2 separate regions of the Sus scrofa genome follow, and region 1 is linked to region 2. The links are chromatin contacts, called in public HiChIP or PLAC-seq maps. All regions are on one chromosome and are shown on one strand. The core of a region is the stretch at or near the end of the contact, and the rest is flanking DNA. Distances in the headings are between cores, read along the strand shown.

Region 1 (7,126 bases), core at 3,443-5,942, 75 kb before region 2:
GAGGGGCAGGAGCCCGCCCCACCGCCCATGCCTCGGCTCCAAGGGGCCCACCCTCTGCACTTACTGTGAGTGGTCTCACCTGACCAAAGCGCCCTTGCTGCATGCTTTGCTGAGGAAGTTTTTCTCTGCCTGGGGGATGGGGGTGGGGATGGGGTGGGGGTGGGGGTGGGGATGGGGTTGGGGGATTTCTTAGCCTCGAAGTAAGGACTCAGGCTGGTACCAAAGTCCAAACTTTGACGGGGGTGAACTTTATTTAGGTTTAAAATCAGCCACGTTAGTGTATATAAACACTTTTAATATTTCAGCACATAACTATGTCTCTTACTTTGACTTCCTTTTCTCTTTATCAGCTCCTACTGATTCCCTTTTCTCTTTCCTACTGAAGCCAAAGAGGAAGGGAGGGGTATGGAAGTGTGGTCAGAGTTGGGAACTCTCGGGAGGAGTGGAAACAAACCATTTCAGTTGCTTTCCCAGCTTCCACCTCAAATCTTGACTTTAAAAAATTCCTCTTGAGAAATTCAAACATTTCGGCAGACTCTCACAGCCTCGAGGTAGTGTGCAGGGTCTCTGAGGTGGTCTAACGCTGGAGGCCTTGGGGCCTGTTGGTGTTATCTGTGCTGAGGGGCACAAATCTGCCTGGAGGCAGGTAGCAGAGGGGCTGAGGGTGGAGTCAACCCTGCTGACTATATGCCATGTAGTATGCGGACTTCAGGTGACTGCTTTCATCCATGTTTGCTTCTCTGTGTCCATGTAACCAATGGATAAGATTTCTAATCTAATCTAATCTAATCTAATCTAATGGATTAGATTTCTAAGAAAGCTAGTGAAGATTAAGTACTGGCAGCAGAGAGCAAGGCCAAGCTTGGCCTTAGTAGCACAGTGAGCTATTCTCCAAATTCTAGCCTAACTCTAGAACAGGAGTGGGCCACTGGATGTACCTTTCATTACCAACACACAGCAGTCAGTCAACACTGGCTGCCTAGAGCAGGGACTGGCTTTCCTGCATGTCTATAATGGTCAGATAATAAGTATTATAGGCTTTTGGACTGTGTCATCTCTGTGGCACTGAGGTCTGCCATTGGAGCAGGAAAGTGGCCACAGACTATACATAATCAAGTGAAAGTGGCTGTGTTCCAATAAAACTTTATTTATAAAAATAGTCATCAGTCAAGATAAGACCCTCAGGCCATAGTTTGCCAGCCTGCCTCCCATCTAGCAGCCACTGACCATTGTGTTGTAACAGTTCATAGATGCCTCCAGGTTCAGGGAGAGTACTGGAATCAATTAGCCTTGTCTGCACAGGTGCTATAAGGGGAGTAACAGGTTCTAAATCAGTGGTCCACCAAATGGGCTGTGCTCACCCCAGGATATATCCAACACGACCCACTGAGTTATGCAAGAAAAAATCAGAATTTCTGTTTATCTTATCTGTTTTCATGTTGGACTACTAATCTTGTCTACATCACCACGGATCTAGGGAATTTGCAGTGAGTCAGTTCTTCTATCTAATGTGCAAATCAGAAGTCAGGCTTACAAATCTCTGAAGAGAATGTCACAGCAGATATGCCCATTGCCTCTCCCGCTGGTCTGATCTGAGCTATGAATGTCTCCCAGGAATTCACCCAAGATGAGAGCTATGGTTCCTAATGCCTAGAAGGCAGTTTCTTTGGGGAGTATGAGGGACTTACCATTCTAGAGGAATCTTGGGCTCACAGTCTTGTATCAGATCAACTGCTCAGCTTTTGATCAGAACCCAGAGAAAAGGAACACACCATCACCCCCGCCCCTGCACGTACTCTCACACCACTCACCAGAACATTGAACAAGTTGTGCTTCCCTGGCCTTTGGTGGTCTCCCTCTCCCATGGTAGTCAGACCTTCCAGGTACAGGTAGACTGGTTGTACACTGCACAAGGTGGTCGTATCTAAGGAGGCATCAATCACATTATAAATATACTAGATATATTTATCATGTCAGTGTTCTGGTATATGGCAGCAACTTGTTCAAACAAAATCAGTACATTATGACACTTTCCAACCAATGGATGTAAAGTATCTTGAAGAAGGGATGCCATGTTAATTCCACATAGGCACTGCATAGGTTAGCAGAAGTCACAGCTATGTAAGACCTCTTGTAGGCAAAGAATGGAGAAGAGAAATACACAGAGCATAATAGATTCAAACCCTCCTGAGGTAGAAGTATCTTACGAACAGCACTTACAGTGTAGGGGGACTTTTGAGAGTGAGCCAGCATTTGAGTGCTGAATCATGAGCACAAGCCTCTAAAAGTAAGGGCCTGGAGCTCACAATCTACCCTCAGATAGTCACCTCTACCCATGGCTGGAGGGGAAGGGCCAAAGGCACAGAAATTAGCTGGCTGTTCTCTTTTCACACAGAGGAGAGGAGCTACAAGAGGCAGCCAAAGCGGAGAGCTGTGTCTTGATGTTAACCTCCACAGAAGCAAGTAACAAAGTGAGACTCTCCAGAGAGCAGAGCCAGTTGCTGTCTTGCAACTCCCTAGTATCCCTTCCCCTTTCTCCTGGAAACAGCTCCCACTGCCCCTTTGGGAAATAAGTGCTTGCCCCTCACGCAAAGTTTCTGGACTTGCCCAACAAAATACCCTGCCTTGTACTGGGCAGAGGGATGGTCACATGACTCCAGCTAGGCCAGTTGTGTCTCTCTGGCCCTCTCCATAGCAAGTAAATGTCAACTTGCCTGGGCCATGGGGTGCCCAGATAGTTGGCCAAACATTATTCTGAGTGTTTCTGCAAGGGTCTTTTTGGATGAGATCAACATTTCAATCAATTGGAGTAAAGCAGCTTGCTCTCCACAAGTGGGTGAGCCTCCTCCTGAACAGAACAGAACAGAACAGAACAGAACAGAAAGACCTACCCTCCCTGAGTTGAGAGAATTCTTCAGCACACCGCCTTTAGGCTTCATCTGCAGTGTCACCCTTCCTTCCTGACAGCCCTTGAACTAGAACACTGGCTCTCCCTATGTCTCCAACTCCAACCTGCCAACCCACCCTGCAGATTGGGGTTGCCAGCCTCCATAATCGTGTGAGCCAATTTCTTATCATCAATCAATCTCTCTCTCTCTGTCTCTCACTAGATAGATAGATCCTATTGGTTCTGTTTTCCTCTAGAAAACTCTAATACATCTCCCTCTGGATTTTTTTTCTTTTCTTTTCTTTTTTTTTTTTTTTTTTGCCATTTCTTGGGGCGCTCCCACGGCATATGGAGGTTCCCAGGCTAGGGGTCGAATCGGAGCTGTAGCCACCAGCCTATGCCAGAGCCACAGCAACACGGGATCCGAGCCACGTCTGCGACCTACACCACAGCTCACGGCAACGCCGGATCCTTAACCCACTGAGCAAGGCCAGGGTTGGAACCCGAAACCTCATGGTTCCTACTCAGATTCGTTAACCACTGAGCTACGACGGGAACTCCTCCCTCTGGATTTTGATGCATGAGGACAGACACTCAAAAATATGACTAGTTAGAGAGCATTCATTCCTGATGGATCTGTCAGGGACCGAGTTCCTGCTACCTTTCCCCTCCAGAGGTGCTCTCATTCTTATCCTTTTCTGATATTGGTTCTCAGTCTTCCTAACAATTCTTCAATCCACCCTATGTATAACCTGCAAACCTTGACTCAATATACTCAGTAGTCAATGCCTATTGTATATTCAAGGTATTGTCCTACTGGAGAAACAGCAGTGAAAAGCTAGCCCCTGCTTTCATGGAACTTATCTTCTAACAATTGTTCTTAAGTAGGTGAATTCTTATTAAAGAGTTGGTTTCTGTTGCTTGCCATCAAAGAACCTTGTGATACTAACATTTTCCCTTCAGAGAATGCTAACTCGGTCTCTTCTCTGGTTCATTTTGGATAAGCCAGATGCCAGTCCTCTAGGAGAAAGCAGGGGGAAAGATCCCAGCTCTGTGCCATTCTGGAAAGACACTTCTCTGTGATTATCCCACAGAAAAACATGAGACCCAACCACTGGGCTTGTCTAAGTTTCTCACTTTAGAATAGTGAATGGCTCAGCAGGAACACTTCATCAGAATGACTTCTCGACTTGAGGCCCTCCATTGAAACCGTCCTCTCCTGCTCATAGCCTGAGAAGATACACCACAATGAGCATTACATAGCTTGTACCTCATTATGACTAATTTCAAGTTTAACCTTCCTCAACAGAAGCCTTTTTAATGCCGTCCCCCAAGGCCCAGAGGATTTTTTCTGGGATAGGCAGGAGACAAGAGGAGGGTAGCTGATCGGAGTGGCCAGACATAGCTTTCTCCTCAGGTAGCAAAGTTATTAGACACAACAGCAGCTCTATCTTGCAGCAAGTAAGCGTGCTGTTTGCTTCACTGTAGCGGGCTCAGTGACAGTGGCTGGGAATTGTCACAGTTGAGTTTAGCACTGCTGGCAAACTTTGGAGCCAGCTTGCATAATGCAGTGTCTAAAGAATATGATTCCAGTTGAAAAGAACATATTTGCAGTTAAAAATAGAACTCGGTCACCTAACAGCTCATACATAAACCGTGAGGCTGGGGGAGGAACAAAATGAAATAATAGTCACTGGGGATTCCTGAACACCTGCCCCTGTCACTCAGAGCCTGTACTCACTGGGAATTGCCAGCACACGGAAACCAGCCCTACCCTGAAGTCAAATGGCAAAAATAAACAGAGGTACTGACTCAGATAAATCAAGAAACATGAGTGCACCTTTAAGCAGGCAGCAATTCGGGTGGCCTCTCCAGGCCAGGCCTCCTCAGAGATTTAGCTCTATGTTCTAAGAGAATTAACTGCTGTTGATCCAGAGGCTTGAAAGCTGAGACTGAGTTAGGTCTCAGTTCTACCCACAGTAAAGTATGTTTTCACTGTACACGTATGTGTTGTGCTCTGTACAGAACACACCAAACATGGTCGGTCCCTGGCTCCCTCTAAATAGAGGCGGGGATCTCATGACCCACTGCTCAGGCCAGTAAAGAGCTAAGAATTACAAAAGGAAGATTTGGGCTTCCACACCAGGAAACACACTGAAACAGTAGTGTAGGTCTAATTGGAAAGGCCATCCCAATAAAGGAGTAGAAATCTCTCGCCTGAGTGCATGTCAAACTAAGCCATCAGAACAGTCGATACTGTATATACTGCCAGAAAAAAGGATGCAGGAGAATCAGAAGGAAGCTGCTTCCTACCCCAACCCTGCCCTGAGCAGCCCTCTGGCCTCAGCAAATTGCTTCTCCTTTCTGCACCTCTCTTCCCCTCGTTAAAATCAGTCTGTAATGCCTCTTTTCCTTTCAAACTCACCAAAATGGTGGAGAGGTAAATTGGATGCTTGTGGCATTTGTTTCTGAGTGTGAAATTCTAGAGCAGCAATACTCTGCTTCACCATCAGCTGGGGAGTTTATAAGAATTACAAGTACCTGGGATTACAATACCAGAGATTCCTGGGTGGTGGATCCCAGGCACGGGTGGATGGTAAAAGCCCTCCAGGTGATCCCAACGTATAGCCGGGACTGAGACCCAGGAGCCATGAAGAGGAGGCAGAGCCTCTCCTGCTGTCCCCAGGAATAAGCCCACGTGGATGTGGGGGCACTCACCTCCTCCAGATCTGCAGAGGGTTTCCTTTCACAGGGTTGGACAGATTGTTTCTTTCCCAGACCTTCTCACACCGACTTGCCCCACCCCTCTACCAGCATAGACCAGCAAGGGAATGAGCTAAGTATCTTGAAAAGGCAACCAGGAGTGCTTGGTGGTTTTTCATTGAGGCAAACCCCGAAGGAGTGCTTCAAGGTATTACGGCCTTTACCTCCAAGAAGTTTATTATTAAGGGTTTACTCAGCACAGGAGCATTTGTATCCAATCAGAGGATCTGACAGTCCACAGTCTGTGATGCTGTGTTCAGAACAGGCACACATGACTGGTGACGCCACACCCACTGCTGTGCCATAGGCCATTAGTAAGGGATGCCTGGGCGCTAAGCATCTCATCTCCCAACAGTACTGATTCAGGGTAGAAGCTCCTTAGTGGGGGACTGACTGCCTCCATGTGCATTGGTCAACCCCGTTTTTCCTGTCCCTGCACCAGGCTCCAAGCCCCTCCTGACTAACACATCCACATTGTAGCTGTGCTTAAGGCAGTTATGTTTCCCACCAGAACAAGTCCTGGAGGAGCCATTGTTCACTCTGTCTCCTCCTGCCACCTGTAGTTCAGTTCTTTGCCCCTGAAGGCACCCTGTGTGCTTTCGCTCTGTTGAGTGGATCTTTTGGAAGGAGCTGGAAACCTTGAAAGAGAAAGCAAAGGACACAGCAGGGCCATAGAGTGGAGTGATTAAGAGCTGGGGAATCAAACAGGCCTGGGGGTGAAGCCTGTCTCCATCACTTCCTAGCTGTGCACCCCGGGATAACATACCTAACCTCTCTGAGCCTCGGTTCACTCAACTGTAAAGTAAGTCTAGTTATAAAGTCTGTATCATAGGACTGGTGCAAGGATTAGATGAGCTGTACCTGGCGTGCTGTGACTACCCCAAATGTCAGCCACCATTACCACTGTCGTTAATTAGGAATGAAGGGTGCATGGCAGACAAGTGGCATTTCCCCAGAATCAATTGAATTGTGGAGCAACAGGACTTGGGGTGAGAAAACCTGAGTGTAGACCCATTCCCTTTCTCTATGATTTTAGATAAGTCACATCACCTTGTTAAGCTTCGGTTTCCCCAGTTGCAAAATTGTGATCATAGTAATACAAAAGTAATACCTACTTCACAGTGACTGAAAGGACTAAATGCAATAATGTGTGTAGATGTGCTTTGCAAACTACAAGGAGCCATATAATATCAGCAGTTATTATCCACATCCAATCCTTAACATCTTCTGGGTTTAGTCCTGACAGTTGACAAAAGGAATAAATGGATTGTCTAAGATTAGAAATGGAAGAAAATGAGGCTCAACCCTCAGGCCTTAGTAAAGTCCAGACCAAAGGGTGGGCCCCAGAGTGAGGAGTCTGATTAAAAGGAGCTCCTGTACTGGGCTAGTTTCATTCCTGAGTGAGCCCTTCCTTTGATTCCGCAACTGCCTGCTGTTTACTTACCATATTACCTCATATCTTTACAAAAGATGGGA
Region 2 (6,992 bases), core at 990-3,489:
TAAGCCACAACAGGAACTCCCATAATGCCTTGGGTAAGCATGAGCAGATCTCCTAGCCTGGCTCACACTTGTCTGTAGGGTCTAAAGAAAAGTGGTATCTTTCCCATCACTCTGGAATTCCACGGCCTATAATAACGTTCTTGTATGGAAAATAATCATAGGACTTGAGGCTCAATTAACACCAACTCAGAAACACAGGGAGCTCAGTGTTAAAAAGCTTAAGGGGACACCAGTGTCTGGTAGTGACTTCCACAAATCTGCAGACCCAAAGGGAACTGCTCAAAGGCACGGAAACTCTTCTAGCGCTACCTAACTCTCAGAGGGGTCCTGGGACAGTGGTTAGTGCCCAGCTGATGAGGAAGGCGCTGTGGGGAGTGTCAGCATCACGGGGCTGGGATTAGCCTGCCCCTCCTCCCCAGAAGCCCTGCCTGTTTTCCTCCCATAGCAGAACCTGCATAATTGCTTTCTTCCTAATTTCTCAGGACAGTGAATCAGTCTACCTTCCTGTTTACCTAGAAGAAGAGCTTATTTAGATAAAAGCCTCCAGGGAAAGTCAAAGAAAATCACTTAAAACAAGAGACTTTAAATGAAACTTGCATGTGCTGTGCAGAGTAATTCGCAGTTGGCACGGGGGTGCTTCGAGGCTGGGAGTAGCCTTCCAGTGGGGTGAGCAAACAAGCCACAGATGGTTCTGGAAAGAAGCCCTGCTCATCCCAGGACACTAGATTTCAAGTAGGAACAGCCAGCCCTGGAGGCAGGGGGAGGGGCCGGGGACAAGGGTGAATGAGTCTCTCTCCCTTTGCTTCAGACTCAGCTCTCACATACCTCAGAGAGTCCTAGATTAAGTTGCCCAGGGAGACCTTGTCACCCATGTCACAAGCCCAGGGAGACCTTGACCCAGGCCACTCCATCAGGAGGCCCCTCATCCACTGGAGGTGTCAGACTGCTGTAACTAAACAGGACCCTATGGGGCCCTCCCAGGACCACCCCCCTCCCAATGCCCTCTGCCTGCCTCTTGTTTGTATAAAAGCCATAGTGTCCCAGGTCTCCCTTGAGTCATAAAAGCCTGGCTCAAGAATTAATTTGAGGGTGGGGTGGGCACACCTGCAGCATATGGAAGTTCCTGGGCCAGGGATAGAATCTGAGTTGCAGCTGTGGCAATGCTGGATCCTTAACTCACTGCACCAGGCCAGGGATCAAATCCACACCTCTGCAGCTACCTGCGTCTGAGCCACTGCAGAGACAATGCCAGATCCTTAGCCCACTGTGCCCCAGCAGGAACTCTATGAGAATTAACAATTGGAAGGATGTGAACATATCTGACAAAAGTAGCAGTTGGGCCAGGAGAAGTGGTAACAATTTAAATAGCAAATCAGCCATATGGCAGTCACAGAATCTTTAGTTCCTCCCCCAAGTACCTAGATAACAGTATCTGGTGCACATTTCCTGAGCTATGCTAAAACCCCCACCAAATGGAAGAAGTTAATTATGTGATGACCATGAGCACATAGTCCCCAGTCTGGCTGGAGCCTAAGGATTGGTAATGTTAACCCCTGTGACACCATCCTGTTCACTCACCATCAACCAATCAGAGAATCTCGTGCACAAGCTGACCACATACCCTGCAACCCCTCAACTTGCCTTTCAAAATGCTTCCCTGAACTCTTCCAGGAGTTTGGGGGTTTTGAGCATTAGATGCCCTGGACCCTTGCCTGGTGCCTCACAATGGAAAGCCGGTACTTTCCTCTACCACGACCCCCTGTCAATAGAATGGCTTTACTGCCTGGAGGCAGTTGGACCCCAGTTTGCTTCTGTAACACTTCTTGCTTTTAGAACAAAGGGCAGGGGTCAAGACTGCAAAGAGGGAGCCCCGTGAGGACAAGGGCTACAGGAGAGTGGATTCCACAAGTTTCTGGATGGGAAGGTCCCAGATGGCCAGACCCAGAGAAAATGGGGGCTCCCAGGAGGCGTCCCCTCCAGTCCAGCCAAGTGGTGGCCACCCAGGAGCAAGCTCAGGCTCTGGCAGCCCTGGGCGGTTTTTCTCTTTTACAAAAACGAAAGGGAGAGAAATGGCTCTGAATGCTGGCCTGGCTCCCAGAACCCAGGCCGCGGGGGGGAAAAATGGAAACAGCTGCTCACCAGAGGGCTCGGGCTCTGCTGGAGCAGATCTGCGCAGACTCGGGTGGGAGGCGGAGCCTCAGGCGCTGGGTCTTTCAGTGGCGACAACCACGCCCACTTCAGCCCTTCAGGCCTCAGCTCGCACGTGGTGAGTGTAGCAAGATCCCTGGGCTAGCAGTTCAAGGGCTGGCTCAACTAACTAGTTTGCTCATCAGAGCATGAGTTAGTGACTCACGGTCCCCAGGGCCCACTTGGACCCTCCGAGCCTCAGAGAGCTTTGGCTGGGATGACTCAGACCGCTCTCTCGCCCTGGTCCTCGCCGTCTCCATTGCCAAGAGCACGGAGAAACACCCCCTGCAGGGCGCCACCCGCCCCCACCTAGATTTGCCTGCCGCCCGGGAGGCCTCGCCTTGCCTCCTGCAGGTTTCAGGTCCTCAGCGGTTCCTGGACGAACAGGTACTTAAGCAGTATTTATCGCTTGGTTAATAAAGAGCCCTGGTCAGAGCTGGCTTTGGGGCCCACGAATCCGGGTTCCTCTTGGAGCTGCGTGTCCCCGCCTCTTCAGGGCTCAGCTTTCTCGGGTGTAAAATGTGGCTAATACTTCACAGAGCGGATGGATGGGTGCGTTAAACCGAGGAACATATGGCAAGCGGGAGGGGGCCGATAAATGAGAGTTTTCTTTTCCTGAGCGACTAGGAATCCTTGATCACTTCCCTCCAGAAGGAGGGCAGGAAGCCAGCTGAGCCTGTCGGGGCAGGGGCCTTCTTGGTTTTTAGGGTTACATCTGTCACCATGATGAGAGCGGATGGCACATCTGCAGGGCTCACGCTTAGCTGGGGGTAAGGCCTTCTCCTGCGGCTGTTGCCCCAGAAGGGGGGCGACAAGGTGAGCCCCGCCCTCCAGAAGCATCTGTTCTCTCAGCCATTCACCCCGCTCCTCCTCCACTCCCCCAGCTTCTCACCTGTTGGCCCTTTGGAGGAAGGGGAGGGCTAGGCCTTGCAGAATAATGCTTCTGGAACAGTGGAGGGTTTTCAGAGCCTGTTGAGGGGAGCAGGAATTTTAACCCCTGATTGACCTAAATATACACAAGCCTCAGGGCAATTCCTTCTAGTGGGACTCCACATTTCAGTCACAGCAAGGCTGAGGGAGGTGCATATCACTTTAGAGTTTACCCAGCACACTCAGGTACATGATTTCTTGTGATGCTCACCACAAATCCAGAAAGCAGACAGGCAGGGAGTCCTGTGCTTCTTTTTACAGACAAAAGCATTGAGTCCCAGAGAGGTTGAACAGTTTTCCCAAGGTCACACAGCTTATTACTGGAAAGACTGGAACTCATTCCCTCTAGACTTGGTGCTCTCCAGGCCAGGCTGGAGGGAGCCGTTGTTCAGCCTCATGCATTGAGTTTGGAAAGATATTTTACACACACACACACACACACACACACACACACCATGGGCTAAAAGGCACCACCATGCAGGGCCTTCTGCACAGAAGGGGAGCACTGGTCGTTTCAGCCCCACCTGAAAATTCCTTTCATCATCAGAGGCTATGCGCCCCCTCCCAGCTGCCGTGTGGTCCAGGGGTGACCTCCTCACTGTGGTGCCACCCGGAGGCTGCTGTGTGAGCACTGAGGAGGGTCAGGCAGAGCTGGGGACATAAGAACAAAGGACACTGGAGTCCCACAGCTTAGAGTCAAATCTTGACTCCTTTTCTTAGCAGTTGGGTGATCTTGGGAAGCCCCTGAACCTCCCCGTGTGTCAGATCTACAAACATGACGATAATAGTACCTACCAATGGGTTGTTACGTGATTTAAATGAGGCAATGCATGTACATCACTGGGCGTGATGTCTGTTTACAGTGGTTGCTCAAACCATCGTGGTGGTCGCTCAGTGGCTGGTGAAGTTGACTCTTCTCACAGTTGTGGCGCTGGGCACGTAGACATCCTTCTCAGGGCTGCTCACCACGCTTCACATGTCTTAAGTTTCACTTGCTTTTTTTCCCCTTTTTTGGCAGCCCCATAGCCTATGAAGTTCCTGGGCAAGGGATCAGATCTGAGCTGCACTTGCAACACATGGGTGCAACTGTGGCAACGCCAGATCCTTAACCCTCTGTGCTGGGCTGGGGACCAACCCTGCAACCCAGAGCTCCAGAGACGCCTCTGATCCTGTTGTGCCAACAGTGAGAACTCCCAGTTTTATTTTATGTCCTATCTCCCCGGCTGGAATATCGTTTCCATGAGGACAGGGCTTTGTGACAGCTTTGTTCAGTGATGTATCCTCGGTGCCTAGAAGACTGTGTGCTGCCTAATGGAAGCTTGGCTTGTTGCATGAAAGCCAAAAAAAGAAAAGGAGAGGGACTGGGAAAGAAAGATGTAAATCTCGGAGTTCCTGTTGTGGCACAGTGGAAGTGACTCCAACTAGGAACCATGAGGTTGCAGGTTCAATCCCTGGCCTTGCTCAGTGGGTTAAGGATCCGGCATTGCCGTGAGCTGTGATGTAGGCTGGCAGATGTAGCTCTGATTAGACCCCTAGCCTGGGAACCTCCGTATGCTGCGGTGAAAGGACAAAAAAAAAAACAAAAAGGACAAAAGGACAAAAAAAACAAAAAACAAAAAAAAGCAAAACAAAAAGAAAGACCTAAATCTCCTTGGGTATTTAGTGTTTAGTTGAGAAGGGCTGTCCACGGGAGTGGAGAGCAAAGATCTACCTGCTTGCTGTGTTTATGAAGGATGACAACCATGGTGGCCTGGGCTGGCTTGGAAGACACACAGGCTGGGCCCAGAGAGAGAGGTGAGCTGGGATCCAGAATTCTGAGAGCAGAGCCCTGAGGAAAGGTGCCCCCAGCCATGGCAGTCCCTCAGTCACCCCTGACTAAAGGGCTCCCCATTCCTAAAAGCAGCCAGTTTGGAAGTGGCACCCAGCCCCCACTGCCCAGTGTTCATTTGTTGGCCATGTAATTATACAAAAGTTCACCACAGGCTAAGCTGTGTCTGGTCCTCACTCCACGCTTGGAATCGTTTCAGGGTATTCTTTTCGTTGCCTGCTTCGTTCTTGAAGGCTGAGCAGGAAAGGTTTTGTGGTCAAGCCAAGGCCCAAAGGAAAAGTGCAGATGAGATTCTGGAGTGGGCAGACCAAAGGAGCAGCGGGGAGGGGTGGGCCCTCCTCAAAGCCAGCCCAAGTCTGCACATCCTCCTTGTCACACAGGGCTTCTGCTGGTGCTGGAGGCTCAGCACTGCTGCCCAGGAGGGAAGACAGGAGGGTGACAGTCAGCTGAGGTGTTCCTGAACCAAACTTGGGTCTTCCCACCTGTGGGCATAAAGCCAATTTACTGACACGGGGTTGTGGTGAAAGAAACCACAGCATTTCTTGCTGGGCGCCAAGCAAGGGCTTCAGGACAACTCGTGTTTGAAAGACTCACATTCCCCCTGTGGCTTTCAGGGAAAGGTTTTTATTTTTAGTTTTTAATTTTTATTTTATTTTTATCATTATAGCTGATTTACAGTGTTCTGTCAATCTTCTGCTCTACAGCATAGTGACCCAGTTACACATACATGTACACATTCTATTTTCTCACATTATCATGTTCCATCATAAGTGACCAGACATAGTTCCCAGTGCTACGCAGCAGGATCTCATTGCTCATCCATTTCAAAGGCAATACTCTGCATCTGTTAACCCCAAGTTCCCAGTCCATCCCACTCCCTTCCCCTCCCCCTTGGCAACCACAAGTCTATTCTCCAGGTCCATGATTTTCTTTTCTGTGGAAAGGTTCATTTGGGCCATATATTAGATTCCAGACATAAGTGACATCATGTGGTATTTGTCTTTCTCTTTCTGACTTACTTCACTCAGGATGAGAGTCTTTAGTTCCATCCATGTTGCTGCAAATAGCATTATTTTATTCTTTTTTATGGCTGAGTAGTATTCCATTGTATATATATACCACATCTTCCTAATCCAATCATCTGTCAATGGACATTTAAGTTGCTTCCATGTCTTGGCTATCTCAAACAGTGCTGCAATGAACATGCGGGTGCAGGTGTCTTTTTCAAGGAAAGTTTTGTCTGGATATATGCCCAAAAGTGGGATTGCTGGGTCATATGGTAATTCTATGTATAGTTTTCTAAGGTATCTCCATACTGTTCTCCATAGTGATTGTACCAGCTTACATTCCCACCAACAGTGTAGGAAGGTTCCCTTTTCTCCACACCCCCTCTAGCACCTGTTATTTGTGGACTTATTAGTGATGGCCATTCTGACTGGTGAGAGGTGGTATCTTGTGGTAGTTTTGATTTGCATTTCTCTAATAATCAGTAATATTGAGTATTTTTTCATGTGCTTGTTGGCCATCTGTATACCTTCTTTGGAGAAATGTCTGTTCAGGTCTTTTGCCCATTTTTCAATTGGATTGTTGGCTTTTTTGCTGTCGAGTTGTATACGTTGTTTATATATTTTAGAGATTAAGCCCTTGTCAGTTGCATTGTTTGAAACTGTTTTCTCCCATTCTGTAAGTTGTCTTTTTTTTTTTCCACTGTACAGCAAGGGGATCAAGTTATCCTTACATGTATACATTACAATTACATTTTTTCCCCCACCCTTTGTTCTGTTGCAACATGAGTATCTAGACAAAGTTCCCAATGCTATTCAGCAGGTTGTCTTTTTGTTTTCTTTTTGGTTTCCTTTGCTATTCAAAAAGGGAAAGGTTTTTAAAGACAAGGTGAAAGACGGGGTTTGTGGGGTGGTGATCAGCTGGTGGATGTTCTTCTGATTGGTTGGGGCTGAGGTAATTGACAGTCAACATCCAACCTTCTGGTTCCAGTCGTGCTTGTGGGCAGCGTACAGTTAACTTCTTCCACCTGGTGGGGTTTCAG

Evidence for each region. HiChIP or PLAC-seq counts read pairs in DNA pulled down with a chosen protein or histone mark.
Region 1: a contact with region 2 is called in an H3K27ac HiChIP or PLAC-seq map of skeletal muscle. The contact joins the enhancer-like site here to the promoter of ATXN7L1 in region 2. A contact is called at or near these places in 1 of 5 promoter capture datasets (liver), 35 of 47 Hi-C or Micro-C datasets (adipose tissue, alveolar macrophages, blood and 18 more) and 2 of 2 datasets of contacts at active chromatin or transcription factors (alveolar macrophages and skeletal muscle).

Annotation. Positions count from the first base shown.
Region 1 is chr9:105,998,552-106,005,677 of Sscrofa11.1, reverse strand. LOC110255500 (a long non-coding RNA gene) reads right to left here and starts at 94. Exons shown (of 2, transcript XR_002335906.1): 1 at 1-94. Within about 2 kb of position 4,692, at least 9 of the 83 cell types and tissues checked have an H3K27ac peak or open chromatin away from gene starts, as enhancers often do. A contact at or near this core is called in fetal skeletal muscle and skeletal muscle, where this site is marked.
Region 2 is chr9:105,920,882-105,927,873 of Sscrofa11.1, reverse strand. ATXN7L1 (ataxin-7-like protein 1) reads left to right here and starts at 2,239. Exons shown (of 18, transcript XM_005667724.3): 1 at 2,239-2,574.